Regions from separate parts of the Mus musculus genome. Here region 1 is linked to region 2. A link is a contact called in public HiChIP or PLAC-seq data. All regions are on one chromosome and are shown on one strand. The core of a region is the stretch at or near the end of the contact, and the rest is flanking DNA. Distances in the headings are between cores, read along the strand shown.

Region 1 (2,700 bases), core at 160-2,659, 160 kb before region 2:
CCCCGCTTTCACGTTGAGCGGAATACTCCACCAGCTGACTTGGACGAAGCAATTTCCTCTGCTCTCCCCTTTCTCTCTCCTCCAGCCCCTTCTCTTTTTCTCTCTCCTTAATAATAAAATTATACCAAGCAGTTTGCGGTGTGGCAGGCGGCCAGAAAAGCGTTTCTTTAAACGCCGCCGTCTCACAATTAGGCAGCAAGAGGATTTGACACGCCGAGGCGGCCTGACAGGCGGCTTCCTCCCCTGGGGGCGGGTGCAGGAGGGGCTTCAGTGCCCTGCTCCCCCATATGGAACCCGCACTGAGAAGGGGCCAGGGCTGCACCTCCTGGGCTGTCAGCTTGCTGCAGTGAGAAGCCCTTGGGGCAGGCAGCAGGGGAGGTTCTACCCAGACTCCTGGAAGCAGCAAGATCTTTCCCTGCTGGGCTATACAGTAGGAAAGCCATGTTCTCTGTTTCTGTGTGACAGAGAGGCATTTGGGGCACGTAACTGCTGAGCCTGGTGGACAACTTACTGACTCTCTCTCTGGATTTTCATTGATTTCTTCGGGTTTGGGATTGGAGTGTTGAGGGAGAATGTGCCCAGTTCCTGGGGCTGGTTGCTTTTCCATGCCAAGCTGTCTTCCGAGGAGGTTGCAGACAGGACTGTCTGTGATGAGCCAGAGACCCTCTGCTGCTACCACTGCGAGAGCAGACCTAGAGTCCCCATGAGCACACAGGAAGAGCTGCTTTGAAAGCACCTGGGTACCCAGACCACTGGCTCTAGCAGCCAAACTCAGAACTGGACCACGGTAGGTAGGTAGGCAGTAGCCACTGTAGGAGGGAGTTTGTTCTGGAAGCTTCCAGAGGGCAGCCACTTGCTTCCTTCATCATTTTCCCTCTTCCTGCCCCTGGGTGGCCTTCAGCGACGCCTTGGCAGTTCACTGCGACTTAAGCTACACACATCCCCTGGAGCCTCAGCTCTGCGCTCTGCTTGCTCTCCACCTGGACGCTTGGCTGAGCCAAGCTGGGCTCAAGAGTCAGTGGACACCAACAGGAAAGGCTGCAGGAAAGAGTGCAGGTCCTAGTTAGATAGTTTTTGTTCTGCCCACCAACTCCCTCACCCACTCATGAAACTGCTCTGTGGCCTTCACCCTCTGAGGCTGTGATAAAGAATAAATACTGTGATAAGCACAAAGCCAGTAGTGTCCCTCTGTCCCACTTGGTCACCATCAGAGCAATTTTTATAGGGGCAACTCTGGGGCCAGAGTAGGGCTTTGGAGCTTAAGAGCAAACACTGAAGTCCCTACCTTCAGGCTCTTATCCTTAGGAGGCAGCTCATTGTACCATTAATTATGTAATTACTGCTGTCATGAACCCCACATGGGAGCTTGGCAGGGGTCCCAGGAGGGGGGAGGGGTGGGGCCTTACCTATCTCTTGTGGAATGTTACAGGGCACCTCCTACACCACCTCTACAAGCTGAGCTCATGCCACACTCCTACCTCTAGCTCTTGAGCTCTTTCCTGCACCCAGGCCTCTCACCTTTTACTTCAGGGTTTGCCTGGGCCATGATGCTACCTACCTACCAAGGCCTGCTGCTCTGGAGCCAGAGAACATCTAGGTACTCCTTGTTGCATTGAATACCCAAGTCCCCAGCCCAAGAAGCTAAGAGCTAAAGTGCATGGGTGTGTGTGTGTCCACTTTGTCAGTCTTTGACACCTGGGGCTGATGGTCAAGTGACAACCCACAGATGGTCCTTTTGAACTTTGCCCTGCTTTAAATAACAACAATAAAAACCCTTGAGACTTGGTTGCTAACTTTTTTTTTTGGTCTGTGTGTGTGTGTGTGTGTGTGTGTGTGTGTGTGTGTGTGTAAGGACAACTTCCAGGAGCTAGTGCTCCCTACTGTGGGTTTCAGGGATGGAAGTTGATCACTAAGCCATTATATCTTGCCAGCCCTGGTAACATTTTTTGCAAATGAAAAACATCCCTACTGTACATTTCTGACCTGTAACCTCTTAAAGCAAAGGCTGCCCTGCTCTGGCTCCTTCTCCCCCCACTTTGCTTGGGACCAGTGTGTACAGCTGCCTCCAACCCCCATCTGACTACAGACCTCCGAAGTAGACTCTTCGTCCGTCCTTAAGAACAGGTCTGTGTTTAATGTATGAAGCAGACCTGTGGCCCTACCTAGTTTATGCCTCTCAGTCCGCCCAAATACCTTGTATCTTATCAGCTGACTTCTTAGTCTGGATTTAGTTTCACAGGGTTAATGTGACATTTGGAGCATGATTCATTTAATAAATATTTATTGTTCTGGGCAATGGGGACATGGCTATGAATAAAATAGGCAAAAATCCCTGCTCTTATGGAACTTTTTTCATTCGAGAGGAGACTGGTAATGAGGCCAAAAGGTAAGTGCTTTGAAGAACTAGAAGGAAGCACAAGGGGTGTCATTTTAAATACAATGATAACAGGGACACAGTAGAGTTGCATGGGTGTCTGGGAATGGTTTTCCTAGCAAAAGGGACAACTGGCACAGGCCTTGAGGCCCATGGAGGTGAAAGACTTGCCCAAGGTCAAAAGCCTAGTGGCATTTAGACAGCCTGCTACTAGCTTGACACTTCTTTTCTGCTTCTTCAACAAGTAAGGTAAGCCCTGGTCCTTCTGGGAGCATGGAGTGGAGAGGACAAGCTGTCCTGATGAGTTCGGCTTTCTGTAAGGATAG
Region 2 (2,700 bases), core at 136-2,635:
TATGCTATGTGAATATGTTTTTGTTTTAATCTCAGGTGTGGAATATGGGGCTGCTTCAGATTGTCCACAGTGGATAACTATGATTATCCTGTGCTGTGTGTGTATGTGTGCGTGTGCGTGTGCGTGTGTGTGTGTGTGTGTGATTTTTGCCAGGTGCAGAAAGTTTACCTCTAGGACTCTTGAAGAGAGTATAAATAGGAGAGCCCAGAGGGCCAGGGGCAGCAGCTGCTCCCCCTGCTGCCAGTTCCTGCTATTGCACTTGTCATTGCTGGATTGCTGGGTTCTGGATTGCTGGGTTGCTGGGTTGCTGGTTGGAGATACAACAAAGATGTTGGATTTGCCCCAGAGAACTCAACACCCCAGGTCAGCAGGAAGTAGTCTAAAGAGGTCTATGCCCCTTTTCCCCGCTAACCTTTTTTCTCTCCAGCCTAGTACTAGGAGATTAGAAGGGATTAGGGTGGAACACAGATAGAAAGGTGGCAGATACAAGAGCCCAATAAAGTAGCACAAAAAAAGTGCCTACAGTCAAGCGGGAGAAGTCCCCACTCTGGCACTTATAAACCATGAGCCTTGAGGATGGTCCTTCAGTTCTATGCATCTCAGCCCAATTTTCTGAGATGAAATCCGTCTCTGAAGCTAGATGTGGTGGCTCACATTTATAATCTCAGCATCAGGAGTTTTAGGCAAAGAGGTTATTGCATTGGTTGAAGGCCAGCCTGGGCTACAGTGAGTTCCAGACTAGTTTCAGATAGAGTGAGTTTTTTTTTTAAAGATTTATTTATTATTATAAATAAGTATACACTGTTGCTGCCTTCTGACACACCAGAAGAGGGCATCAGGTCTTATTTCAGGTGGTTGTGAGCCACCATGTGGTTGCTGGGATTTGAACTCAGGACCTTCAGAGGAGCAGTCAGCACTCTTAATTGCTGAGCCATCTTGCCAGCCCGAGTGAGTTGTTCTTTTTTTTTTTTTTTTTTTTTTTTTTTTTTCTTTTTTTTGGTTTTTTGAGACAGGATTTCTCTTTATAGCCCTGGCTGTTCTGGAACTCACTTTGTAGACCAGGCTGGCCTTGAACTCAGAAATCCGCCTGCCTCTGCCTCCCGAATGCTGGGATTAAAAGCATGCGCCACCACGCCCGGCGAGTGAGTTGTTCTTGATTGCACTTAATTTAAAAAATAAAACCCCAAAGAGAATTTTTGACATGCCTCCCAGACTACCAAGACAGCACTAATGGTTAAAGCAGCCGCTGGCAGCCGGGTGTGGTGGCTCATGCCTACTTTAGAGGTAGAGCCAGTAAAATATGAGTCATGCCAGGGACAGTGATGTGCACTGTAGTCTCTGCTGCGTAGGTGGCTGGGCTGACAGGATCACTTGATCCCCGGGGTTGAAGGTCACTCTGAGTAACATATCAAGTCCATGTCTCTATAAGACAAACAAAGCCGGGCGTGGTAGTGCACGCCTTTCATTCCAGCTCTTGGGAGGCAAAGGCAGGTGGATTTCTGAGTTCGAGGCCAGCCTGGTCTAGAGAGTGAGTTCCAGGACAGCCTGGGCTATACAGAGAAACCCTGTCTCCAAAAAAAAAAAAAAAAACAAACCAAACCAAACAAAAAGACAAACAAACAATATCATGTATATGAATGACATTACCTACCTGGAATTTTGTGAGAATTAAAGAAAATTAAGTTTGTAAGATATTTAGCCAAGAAGAGCTAGGGACATAGCTCAGTGGTTCAGTGCCTAGCATGTGCAAGGCCCTGGATTTGAACTCCAGCATCATAAAACCAAACAAACAAACTAACAAAAAAAACCAAGGTACTTCTCTGGGGACCACAGGGTACGAGGGGTGGAAAAGTTAAACCCAGAAGTAGAGCAGGGGATGCGGAACCGGAAGGCATAGCAGAGTCAGCCGACTAGATACGAGTCAAAGGCCACAGGAAAACCCACTAATTAAAAAATAAATTGTGAAGCCTGGTGTGGCAGTGCATTTATAAGCCCAGCACTGGGAGACAGAGACAGGCAAGTTTTGGAGGATCACCCAGCAAGTGTAGCCAAAATGGAGAATACCAAGTTCAGTGAAATTCTGTCTCCAAAAAAAGAAAGTAGATGGGCTAGCAAGATGGCTCAGCAGGGGAGGGCATTCGCTGCTACCAAGCCGGATGACCTGAGTTGAATCCCCAGGACCCACCTGCAGAATAACAGGACCAACTCCCACAGTCTATCTTTTTGTTTGTTTGTTTTCTGTTTTTGTTTTTGTTTTTGTTTTTTTGGTTTTTCGAGACAGGGTTTCTCTGTATAGCTCTGGCTGTCCTGGAACTCACTTTGTAGACCAGGCTGGCCTTAAACTCAGAAATCCACCTGCCTCTGCCTCCCAAGTGCTGGGATTAAAGGCGTGCACCACCACCGCCAGGCTTCACAATTTATCTTTTAACTTTCCCATGTGCACAATGGTGCATGCACTCATACACTTCCACACACAATAAATAAATAAATGTAATAATAAAATAAGGTAGAAAGTGGTAGAGAAAAACACCAGATGTTGACTCCTGGCCACCACATGTACAAGTGTGGGCAAACATCCCCCCTACACACACACACACACACACACACACACACACACACACACACAGTCCTCAGTGGGATATCTGTATCTCCCTTTCCAAGTCTCAGAGAACACCAAGGAAAAAGTACTGTCTACTATTG

Evidence for each region. HiChIP or PLAC-seq counts read pairs in DNA pulled down with a chosen protein or histone mark.
Region 1: a contact with region 2 is called in a FOXA1 HiChIP or PLAC-seq map of pancreatic cancer cells. The contact joins two enhancer-like sites. A contact is called at or near these places in 1 of 115 datasets of contacts at active chromatin or transcription factors (pancreatic cancer cells) and 2 of 9 other capture datasets (adipose tissue and liver).

The regions. Positions count from the first base shown.
Region 1 is chr11:60,177,297-60,179,996 of GRCm38.p6, forward strand. The region is part of intron 2 of Rai1 (retinoic acid induced 1); the gene reads left to right. Among named protein-coding and RNA genes, the nearest start is that of Mir6921, 22 kb to the right of the region's middle. Within about 2 kb of position 1,410, at least 17 of the 459 cell types and tissues checked have an H3K27ac peak or open chromatin away from gene starts, as enhancers often do. A contact at or near this core is called in pancreatic cancer cells, where this site is marked.
Region 2 is chr11:60,338,251-60,340,950 of GRCm38.p6, forward strand. All of the region lies in intron 1 of Tom1l2 (target of myb1-like 2 (chicken)), which reads right to left. Among named protein-coding and RNA genes, the nearest start is that of Tom1l2, 13 kb to the right of the region's middle. Within about 2 kb of position 1,386, at least 46 of the 459 cell types and tissues checked have an H3K27ac peak or open chromatin away from gene starts, as enhancers often do. A contact at or near this core is called in pancreatic cancer cells, where this site is marked.